Regions from separate parts of the Oryctolagus cuniculus genome. Here region 1 is linked to region 2. The links are chromatin contacts, called in public Hi-C maps. All regions are on one chromosome and are shown on one strand. The core of a region is the stretch at or near the end of the contact, and the rest is flanking DNA. Distances in the headings are between cores, read along the strand shown. Region 1 has its middle 45 kb from the start of POMGNT2. Region 2 overlaps ANO10 (anoctamin 10).

Region 1 (5,843 bases), core at 2,411-4,910, 290 kb before region 2:
TATTTTAACAGTTGAGAAATCATCCTGCATTATCTTTTCCTCTTCCTACCCGTTTGTTTGCTCTCTTGGTTTGCCGTAAGAGGTACAGCATATGGTGAAGGAATTTTCCTCTACCCGGGGTTTTGGAAATCATTCAGAATGATTCTTTGGTCTCTGCTGGCTGAGATAGGTGCTTTATTTTATGAGTCTGCTACTTAGAATCAGAAGTCATGAAAATGAACATAGTTCCAGGACAGAGATTGATCCCTGTTACAACAAAAACCTCCTTTTCATGAAGGAAGGCTATAACAGAGACACAAACACACATGTCCAGTACCCAAAATGTCCATAGGAATTGTCCCTGTTGAGGGAGAACCAAATCACCTTGGGCAGAGACTAATTAGTATTGCAGTTGGGAAACCACCGAGTCAAACCACCATGAAAAAATGTTTCAAGGTTTTGCACAATGGTGGCCACAGCTATAGCTTAAATTAGCAAGGGAATGGTGGTCATGTCACTGGCTTGTCAGGAATTGTGATGGGTGCCATCCAGTGGCAAGATGACTTTAAGAAAATGATTGGGTGCGTGGGCATTGCAGAACAGTGGGTTAAGCCCCTGCTTGAGATGCCAGTATCCCATAAGGAGGTGCCAGTTCAAGTCCCTCTGCTTCCAGGCTAGCATTCCTGCTAATGGAAGACAGCAGGTGATGGCTCAAGTGCTTGGGTTCCTGTTAACTCTGTAGGCTTGGCCCACACCTGACTGTTGCAGGCATTTGAGGGGGTGGGGTGAACCAGCAGGTGGATGAACTCTCTCTCTCTCTCTCTCTCTCTCTCTCTCTCTCTCTGCCTTTCAAATAAATAAATGGATCCTAAAGAAAAGAAAATGGTTTTGTTTTCCATCAGCTAATCTAAGGTTGAACTAGGTGTAAGTATTAGAAGGTGAAGTTCCAAGTCAGTGTGAAGAAAAGTGACTAGGGCTCTGCTTTCATATTTTAAAATTTTATTTCTTTCTTACTACAAAGAAAAGAAAAAGAAAAAAAAAAAGGTTGGGAGTTCAACCCTTAGGTCCTTTAAGAGAAGCAAGGGGAGGGGTTACAAATGGTTAACGAAAATGAGTGGATGGCAGTTTGACCCAGTGCAGAGGTCAGCACGAATCTGGGGCATACGTGCTTTTGTGCAGGAAGCCCAGGTCAAAGGTGCCACTGTACACGTGCCGGAAAGCTCGCTCGCCAGTGGCCTCCCAACTCCATCTCAAGTGCCCTGAGCTGATCCTGCCTCATTTTGATTGTCTTCCTTGACACACATCAGTGCCGTTTCTTCCCTTTTGGCTTGTTTGTATCTTTCCAGTCTTTCTATTCTTAGTAGCTCAAAAGCCTTCATTGTGACTTCTGTTTCAAGACCTTAAAAGGGTCTGATGTTCTACAACATTTTTTTCTTGGATCTTCAGTCACATTTTAGAAAGATGGAATCTCCAGCTGCCCTGGTTGCCTCCAGACCCTACTGCGAGAACAGCAAGGGGGCACATTGGTCAGAAAGTAGGCAAAGGTCACCCTTTGCTTCATTTTACTACTAAGATCTCTGCCCCAGGCGGAGCGTAAGCCTTAGTACTATAACACATAGCCTATGTTGGCATATGTGTCTTCGTGGACTTGGACCCACCCTTACATGTGATGACAAGACCTTCCCTCTTACAGGTTACAGAGCTTTTCATATGAGGGCCAGTGTTGTGGTACAGCAGGTTAAATCACCACCTGCAACACTGGCATCCCATATTGAGGACTGATGTGAGTCCTGGCTGCTCCACTTCTGATCTAGGTTCCTACTAATACACCTGCTCGGGTAGTGGAAGATGGGCCCCTGCCACCCATGTAGGAGACCTAGATGGATGTACAGGCTCCTGGTTTTGGCCTGGACCAGCCCTAGCTGTTGCAGCCAATGAGGAATGAACAAGCAAATGGGTGCACTTGCTTGCTCTCTGTCTCTCCCTCTGTGTCTCTCCTCATCCCCACCCCTCTGCCTTTCAAATAACTAGATTTTTTTTTAAATGAAGCTACTTCAAAAAGTTCATGAAAGATCTATATTATGAAAATGCAGTGCACCAAAATAAACTTCTCTTTAAATTGCATTTTCCACAGACTTGAAGTGCTGTTGTGTCTTAGTTGGTATTGTGATCTTTAGGGAAATGCTATACCGAGACAGCTTATCAACCTTAGCTGATGTCTGAACTCTGAGCTGAGGGGAATCCTTGTAGACTGATCGCTCATCATTGGGACTCATTTTGGAAACCCCTGTTGCAGAGCTCTGACCCTGTGAAGAACTAAGGATATGTTCGAGTCCCATTAGGTCAAGTTCTATTGTGATTGGCATTGTTGATGGAAGCCTTGCTAAGCTGCAACATTTGAGACACATCAGCTCTCCGAGCCAGAGCACTGCTGAGATCTCACTGGCAGATGAAGATGTCCACCCTAAAAGATTTGCAAAGTTGAAAGACTTTCAGGGCCATTTGTTTCCTAGGATCACTGAACTTTTGGTTTGGCAGCCACTGTAGGCCTTGGATAAACAGAAAGAATATCTTAAATTCCAATCATGTAACATATGTGTGCAAATCAAATAGTCCAAAGAGACTAGAAGGGATGAAGGAGAGTCAGTATAGCAGACAGGTCAGAGGCTGAGCACATGTACCTGGGCCTGCATAGCAAAGGCTCGACCTCCAACTGCCGAGACCACGCGTTTGCTGAGGCCTTCCTCTGGCCATTGAAGCTAGCAGTGCAGAGGAGTTGGTGCAGAGCAACCTGAAACCAGTGACTGATGGGAGCTGGTGCATAAACATCCAGCTCCCCTGTGCTGTAGAAGAGCTGATCTGAGATGCCTCGTCTCAGAATTCCTCAAAGGGTATATTTCCAGCTGCCTCCTGCGGCGTCCGCTTTGATGCATCGTTGATTGCTTGTCTTCCCTTCTCTGCCTCACTTTCTCTGTGGCGAAGGTTTGCCCTATGGGAGTTTCTTTCCTGGCAAGACTGCAGGTATGAAAGCTCACTTTTCTGGCTATCCTTGATTCTCCAAACCAAGATCTGACCACTCTAGGGGGTTCAGAACAGTTCCATCGTCTTCCCGACAGAGGGCAGCATTTCGTTTTCTATCACAGCGAGATGTGTTCCTGGGCTTGCAAATGACTCCAGCTCAAAATAAAGAAAAACAAATTGAAATGAGGATTTTAATCACTGTGAAAGGAATGAAAGGCTGTGTCAGCAGTTCCGTGGTAAGTGCCGTCATTCAGGGATTTATCATCTCAGCTGTAAAAATACGCCTTACGCTAGGACTTGGCGTGAGCAAGCCTTCAGTCGCTTAAAATCTATATATTATTGAAGATTCTACTTTCAATCAAGTGGGAAACGTGACTCTGTAAATGCGGCACAGAACACTCCTCTGGCCACTGCAGCTGCCAAGTTCTTCCTGCCACGTTCACTGCCAACCAGCTCAACATGGAGAAGGGACAAAGACATGACAGCTGGATCTTTCCAGAGGCCGCTCTGTGCTCTGGGAATAGCTACACTGAGGAAGTAGGCCCAACTTTATTTTCCAGTGGCAAAGTGGTAGCCCTTATGGAGTCTTGTGGGTTTGTAGGTAACACTTCTCTGAACACCAGTTCACTTGCTCCCTCTCCCACTTCCCAGTCCCCAAGGCCACCACGTGGTGGTGGTGGGGTGTGGGGATGCGTCAGCACACACAACCACACAGTCCACTTGGTGCTTGGTTCATGATGCTGAGACCACTCCAGACACCTTGGGAGGAAACAACTCAAGGAGCGCTGATGAGAAGCCTGGGTTGTATCCTGACTTTACCTTGCAACCTGAGCTCCTGTGGTTTGTGGGGGATCAAGGCAGTTAGACCACATTGTCTGCTAAAAGAGAAAGCAAAACTAGGCCCTTTCTGAGCCTTTTTATCATATCCTGTCAAAGCCAGTCCTGCTTGGTTTTAAGTAAGACCAAATTTGTGGAAGCTCTACTATGTCCTTTAGTTGAAATAGGGTAGTTGGGGTGAAGGAGGGTTCTTCATGAGAAAAGACAAGAAGCAAGAGCAGAACATCGGCGTTTTATGAGCTGGAGTGAATTGTTAGACTGGGTTTGGAGCATCTGAAAAATCCTGCCCCCAGAGCAAAGTGAAGAGGCTGGTCAGACCTGTAGAAGGAACATTTAGGGAATTGCATGTCCATAGCTGGGAAACTTTGGTGTGTTCTTGACAATCTACGGAGCCAAATGGGTATCCTGCGAGCCTGCTCAGGAGAAAGATGGAGCCCCACCTCTCACCTCTTGCTCACACTGAGCTGAGGCCGAGCAGTGACCTGCTTGACTATTCAAGGCTCACTTCCGCATACACAGGCCCTTTGGCAAGGGCGGAAAATACGTTGGTTTAAGGAATTTAATGCCCTCTGACCAATCAGGACCTGACACCTACACAAACTGAGCAGACACTTCAGTGTCCCTGTTCTACAGGAAGTGATCCTGCAAAAGCACTAAGTAAGCAGAGTGACAACAAGCAAGAACAGCAACGACCCTGGGGACGGGCTGTTCTTATTCTCACATCTTCTACACTATTATCTAAGATGTCCAATTTTCAACAAAAAGTTATGAGACATGGAATAAACAGGAAAGTATGACCAACATATGGGGAGAGGGGAGAAGCAATCAATAGAAACTATCCATAAATAAGGCCATACATTGAATTATTAGACTTTAAAATATGTTCAAGTCATTAAAGAAAGCCAGGTCTAAGGAATTGAAGGAAAATACTGCAAATTCCCATTGAATAGGTAGTTTCAATAAAAAGACAGAATTTTTTTTTAAAAAAGAGTCAAATTGAAATTTTTTAGTTGAAAAGTGTAAGAACTGAAATGAGAAATTCACTAGAGGAGTTCTGTAGCAGATTTGAGAAGAAAGAATGAGCAAACCAGAGCATCAGTCAGTTGAGATTATCCATTCTGATGAAGTGAGAGAAAAATGAAGTGACAGTATCAGAAATCCAGAGGATTCCCCCAGGTGTATCAATATTTGCATAACAGACTCAGAGGAGAGGAAAGACAGAATGGTACAGAAAAACTATTGGAAGAAACAGAGACTGAAAATTCTCAAATTTGATTGAAAAATTTAATCCATACATCCAGGAACCCCAATAAAGTCCAAGTGTGATAAATTCAAATTCATATGTACCGATATGTGTCCTAGTCAAAATATTGAAGGTCAAAGACCCAGAAAACATCTTGGAAACAACAAAAGAAAAATTACTGTCCACAAACAAGAGCTTTTTAATAAGACAAGCGATGGAAATTCTTATCAGAAGTGGCAGACAGAAGGCATTTGGATGACATATTTAAAGTGCTGAAAGAAAAAGGCTGTGAATTCAGCAACACTATCCTTCAAAAATAGAAGTAAAATTAAGATATTCTAGATTAACAAAAGCTGAGAGAATTCATCAATAACATATATGCTTATTATTATTATTTTTTTTTTTTACAGGCAGAGTGGACGGAGAGAGAGAGAGAGACAGAGAGAAAGGTCTTCCTTTTCCGTTGGTTCACCCTCCAATGGCCGCTGTGCCCGGTGCACGGCACTGACCTGAAGCCAGGAGCCAGGTGCTTCACCTGGTCTCCCATGCGGGTGCAGGGCCCAAGGCACTTGGGCCATCCTCCACTGCACTCCCAGGCCACAGCAGAGAGCTGGCCTGGAAGAGGGGCAACCGGGACAGAATCCGGTGCCCCGACTGGGACTAGAACCCGGTGTGCCGGCGCCACAGGCGGAGGATTAGCCTAGTGAGCCGTGGCACTGGCTATGCTTATTTTTTTTAAAAAATTAATTTATTTGAAAGGCCA
Region 2 (5,630 bases), core at 2,896-5,395:
GTGGTAGGTAAGAGTGTTTCTTAAAGCAGTATTTCCTCACTGCATCCAGGATTTCTGTCCAAGCACTCGATGCCAGCTGAAATCTCAACACTTTCATGTGCTCTCCTGGTCTCATCAAAAGCAGACACTGAAAGGTTTGCAGCACCATGCAAGACTCATGCAACCGCCAGATCACGCCACAGGAACGCCCATGTGTGATCATTCAAGCTTGCCCACCTACTGACAACGGTAGCCACATCACAGCAGGCACTGGCCTCACAGCCACTGTAAAACACATTCCACTCCAGAGGTATTAAAACGCGAGGTGGACATTCAACAGAGCAGTTAACATGCCACCTGGGAGGGAGGCGCATCCCAAGTCAGAGTGCCTGCTTGGGTTACAGTCCCAGTCCCAGTCCCCATTCCACTCTGCTGATAAAGCACATCCTGCGGCAGCTGAGGCCTCAGCTGGCTGGGTCTCTGCCACCCACATGAGAGGACCCGACTGGGTTCAAGACTCCCGACTTCAGCCTGGCACAACCTTGGCTGCTGTGGGTACCTGGGAGTGAACGAGCAGATCAGTGCACTCCCTCTGCATTTTTCTGTCTCTCTGCCTTTCAGATAATTATATAATTTTTTAATCTGCCCTTATAATCAGTGGAATGTGGCAGTCTAATCTCTTAAGCTTCTGTTGTAAACCATAACTCTACAGATATTTACAGTAAAAACCACACTTGAATGTAATCAACTGAAAACAGGATTTGCCTTTTAAACACTGAATATATGCATTAGTACACACACACACACACAAACAGCCATTATAGAAACTCTCCCAGTGAATACACTCTGAATTGAGCTGCAATAATCTAGAAAGGTTTGGAAAGGACATGTAAGCTTCCAGAACTATACAACTTCTTAGAGCTCCAACTTGAATAATGTTCAGAAACACAACCAAAAGGTGAAGCTTCTTACAAAAGGTCTAGAAGAGGGCTGGGAGATTGGGGTACTGTGTGCAGCACTGACCCAACTCACATCTCTCGCTGAATACATCAGCTGTTCTCTGGAATAGGAGAAGTGAAACTGTATCAACACCAACGATGTCAAGAGATGGGATACCACGACTCCACTAAGGGAAGAGTGAGAAAACCTCGGCACACTGAAGAAGCGTGGGGGATCCGAGAAACCAGGGGGCAAAGCTCGCCAGGCAGAGGCAGGGCAGGGCAAAGGAAGAACACGCTGGACGAGGCCAATACACACCCCCCGGCGCACGGATGGTGAAGGCTGTGACCCGGACAGGAAGGACCGCTGGTTAGTCACCTTCCAACCTGCCACAGAGCCCAGCTCAGCAGTGTCCACACGTGACAGATATTCTGCTAAACAGGACACATCTGTTCAAGGACTAGGGGATAGGAAAGGCGTGGAAGATTATCTTGAGTGTTACAAAAGGGGAGGGGGAGAGCCATGGGCCCCGGCGACAGGCCGTCAAAATGTCCTGTCCCCAGCTACTTCACCCACATCACATTCCGTGACGTGGACTACAGGAGCACTGTGTGTATAAGCAATTGTCCTCATCTGGTCATCTTCCATTTTTCTTCTTAAAATAAACCTAAAGACCACTTCACACCCATTACAATGGTTACTATTTTAAAAAAGAAAATAATATATGTGGATGAGGATATGCAGAAACTGGAACCCTCACGCACCATTCATGGGAACGTAAAATGGTATGGCTGCTTTGGAAAACAGTATGGCGCTCTTTAACAATTAAAAATAGAATTACCATACAATCCAGCAACTCTACTTCTAGGTATATATTCAAAATAACTGAAAGCAGAGTCTCAAAAAGTATTTGTACAGCCATGTTCATAAAACATCATTCACAGCTAAAACACAGAAGCAACTCAAGTATCAACATATATGTAAGCAAAACATTTTAAGTACATGTGTTCTGGTTTGGATAATAATTTCGGCCTCAGATATTATGTTCATGGGACTAGAACTTAACCCAGTTATGGTGTCTGAAGAGGAGGAGGGCTTGGAAAATGATATCATCATATTAACTTCCGGAGGTGGAGCCTGGGAGTGAATCCCGGTGACTGGTGACTTCATAACCAGAGACCATACGGAGTCTCTGCCTCCTGGCTCACCACTTCTCTTGCCTATCCTCACTCTGCCACTCACTGCCTTCATCAGATGCCAGATTACTGGGACTGCCCAACTGTGAACCTCCAAAACCAAAACTTACCAGCAGAAATAAACTTCCTAGCCGGCACCGTGGCTCACTAGGCTAATCCTCCGCCTTGCAGCGCCGGCACACTGGGTTCTAGTCCCGGTCAGGGCGCCGGATTCTGTCCTGGTTGCCCCTCTTCCAGGCCAGCTCTCTGCTGTGGCCAGGGAGTGCAGTGGAGGAAGGCCCAGGTGCTTGGGCCCTGCACCCCATGGGAGACCAGGAAAAGCACCTGGCTCCTGGCTTCTGCCATCGGATCAGCGCGGTGCGCCGGCCGCAGCGCAACAGCCGCAGCAGCCATTGGAGGGTGAACCAATGGCAAAGGAAGACCTTTCTCTCTGTCTCTCTCACTGTCCACTCTGCCTGTCAAAAAATAAAAATAAAAAAATAAAAAAAGAAATAAACTTCCTGCCTTCCTAAGTAGTTTCTCTCAGGTATGTGTTAGGGTGACAAAAAGCTAATACAACATGCCATGGAATAGTATTCAGCCTGAAGAAGGAAGAAGTGTTGCCATATGCTACAACATGGGTGAACCATGAGGAAGTTATGTGAAGTGAAATAAGCCAGTCATAAGAAGACAAATACTTCATGATTCAACTTATGCAAGTATGAGGTACTCTGTGAGGTCAAGTCATAGAAGGAGAAAGAATGGTTGCTGGCATGATCTGGGGGAGGGGAGATATTGCTTAATGGGTAGAGTTTCTGTTTCACAAGGTAAGCAGAGTTATGGAAGCAGATGGTGGTGATGGCTGCAGAACATTATGACTTAGGACTACAGTTAAAGATGGCCAAGATGGGAGCCAGTATTGGGGTATAGCAGGGTAAGCCACCACTCACGACACAGGCATCCCATATGAACACCAGTTTGAGTCCCAGCTGTTCCACTTCTGATCCAGCTCCCTGCTAAAGGGCTGGGAAAAGCAGCTGACGATGGCCCAAGCGGATGGCCCCTGCTACTTATATTAGAGACCTAGATGAAGGTTCTGGCTCTGGCCATTATAGCTACCTGGAGAATGAACCAGCAGATGGAAGATCGACCTCTCTCTGTCTCTCTCCCTCTCTCTTTCTCCAAAACTGTTTCAAATAAAATAAATAAATCTTAGGGGAAAAAATGGCCAAGATGGTCAATTTTGTGTTACGTGTATTTTATCACAATTTTAAAAGTTATGGGTGTGTAAACCATTGGCTGAGGGTATCCTTTCTATAGCCAAAAAAAAAAAAAAAAAAAACAAACAAAAAAACACACACACACACACACACATCAAGCTGTCAAAACATTACAGGATTTGGAAATCAGAACAATATGGGCTCCCTCTAGTGGTTTAACACACCTTTAAAACTGGTCAGAACTGAAATAAACTTTCTTATATATTTTGATTTTTTTTTTTGAGGGGAGGGTAATAGTTCTTTTCCTTAGGGGGAAATAAAACATTAGAAACATACCAGTACCAATGCGCATCCCAGCAGAAGGACGAGGGAAGCAAGCCCAAAGATCACATGTGATGGCTACAAAGTCACACAGCAACTTTCCTGCTCCCTGCAGATGAATCAGAAGCTAAGCAGCAATGAATGAATGGAGAGACGGGGACCAGGGAGACCACAGGAAGAGAACAACAGTATGAAAAGGAAGACTGGGGCACAGTCCTAACAGAAAAATGACCCATTTTCTCAAGCGGCTAGATTATTTCTGAACCAATCAGAGAGAGAGAGAGACAGACAGACAGACAGAGACAGACAGACAGACAGACAAGTTTCCAATCGGTTTCAGGCCAACCCCAGCCAAAGCTTCCGGGCTGCTGTGGCTGCTCTGCCAGCCCAGATGGGTCTGACTTTCTCAATGAATTTCTCGTCAAGAAAGGACTCATCACTTCACAGCTACGCGTCCTGCTGCAGTGGCCCTGCAGGCAGGGACTGCCCGGCGGGGGCAGGACTGCACAGTTCAGCAAACCCAAGGAAGGCTGCCACTTGCACGGAGGCTTTCAGGCTTGTTGGATAAACAACGCGATATGAGTAAAGTGCTGGGGAAATGCAGATGGGAAAAAAAAAAAAAATCCAATACAAGCAGGCAAGCCAAGGCAGAGGATCCGAAGGAGAAGCATGAACCATCTCTACTGAGACAGACGGATCTGCCCGCGGGACTGGTACCCAGCTGACTGCGGTGTGGCTGTGAATGTGTGATTTTCTGACACTGCTAATAGAGCTGTTGGTTTTAAAAATCAGGGTAGTTCACCTACTCTAGAGGGCAAAGTCTCTTCAACGAACCATCAAGATGAGAAATGACAGAAAATCATTTCTGAATTCGTTTCTCGAAAAGGTTAAAAATTAGTTCAATGTACCTTTCAAAGTGGCTGGGAAAAATCTGAAGGGAGCTCTGAATTCCACGCCTCAGTGAAACGCAGGGAGAAAGCACGAAGCACAGCAGGCCCTCCGCGGAGAGAGGGGGCAGCATACACCCAACGCCAGAGCGCCTGCTGGTCTGTTCCTACCACGCAAGCTTGATGGCAAATGCACTTAGATTTGACAATAAATATAGTTTAATCCATATTTTACAGCAATCTTTTCAAAACACTGAGCAGCGTTTTCTGGCTCTCTGGCCAGAATCAATATGCTCTGTTACAGCACTTCTATGGGAAAATCAAATTCAAATGCAAATGGCTTTGTTGCAGCATTTTTCCTGCTAAGCCTGAGGGCTGGTTGCAGGCTGGACTCCCTTGACAGTACTTCCGCAGCGAGCTGACAGAGGAGCACACGTTTTTCTCAAGATGTCACCCTCTCCAGGGGTTGACTCGGGGACCAGCGAAACCCCAAACTCTACCCCGCTCCAGCCCTTTACTCGAGGTGCGCTGCAGGACTGCCGCCGGCTCCTGCACGTGACGGGAACGATGCAGCGCAACTGCTTCGCAGGCTCCGTTCAGGAAGCCATCTTTCAGATCACAGAACCCAAACACTGTCATTCCGTGACAGCTGTCCCAGAGGAGAGGGTGACACACACGCACTTGCCAAGTCAAGAATTCAAAAAGCAGCCATCAGCAGGATTCCCTGAATCTGGTATTACACGGCAGCTCTCGCCCCCATTCATTTATGTTCAGCTAGCGTGGCCCAAGGACAGAGGTTGTACTTTTTGTATTCTCTCTGCAGGGCCGGGAAAATATGCGTACATGTAATAGGGATAAAAGGTATCTAGCAGGGTAGGAGCTTGGCCCAATGGTCAAGAAGCCAGTTAAGATGTCCACATCCTGGGGATGGCGCTGTGGCGTAGCAGGTAAAGCCATCACCACCTGCAGCACCAGCATCCCATATGGGCAGCGGTTCGAGTCCTGGCTGCTTCACTTCCGATTCAGCTTCCTGCTGATGTGCCTGGGAGGGCAGCAGAGGATGGCCCAAACACTTGAGCCCCCACATCCATGTGAGAGACCAGGAGGAA

Evidence for each region. Hi-C and Micro-C count contacts between places; a contact is called where the count stands out from the background.
Region 1: a Hi-C map of an unstated tissue shows a contact between it and region 2, with 11 times the contacts expected there. The contact joins two enhancer-like sites. A contact is called at or near these places in 3 of 6 Hi-C or Micro-C datasets (ear pinna, psoas muscle and an unstated tissue).

The regions. Positions count from the first base shown.
Region 1 is chr10:104,949,513-104,955,355 of mOryCun1.1, reverse strand. No RefSeq gene overlaps it. Among named protein-coding and RNA genes, the nearest start is that of POMGNT2, 45 kb to the left of the region's middle. Within about 2 kb of position 3,660, at least 2 of the 8 cell types and tissues checked have an H3K27ac peak or open chromatin away from gene starts, as enhancers often do.
Region 2 is chr10:104,656,981-104,662,610 of mOryCun1.1, reverse strand. All of the region lies in intron 11 of ANO10 (anoctamin 10), which reads right to left. Among named protein-coding and RNA genes, the nearest start is that of ANO10, 95 kb to the right of the region's middle. Within about 2 kb of position 4,145, at least 2 of the 8 cell types and tissues checked have an H3K27ac peak or open chromatin away from gene starts, as enhancers often do.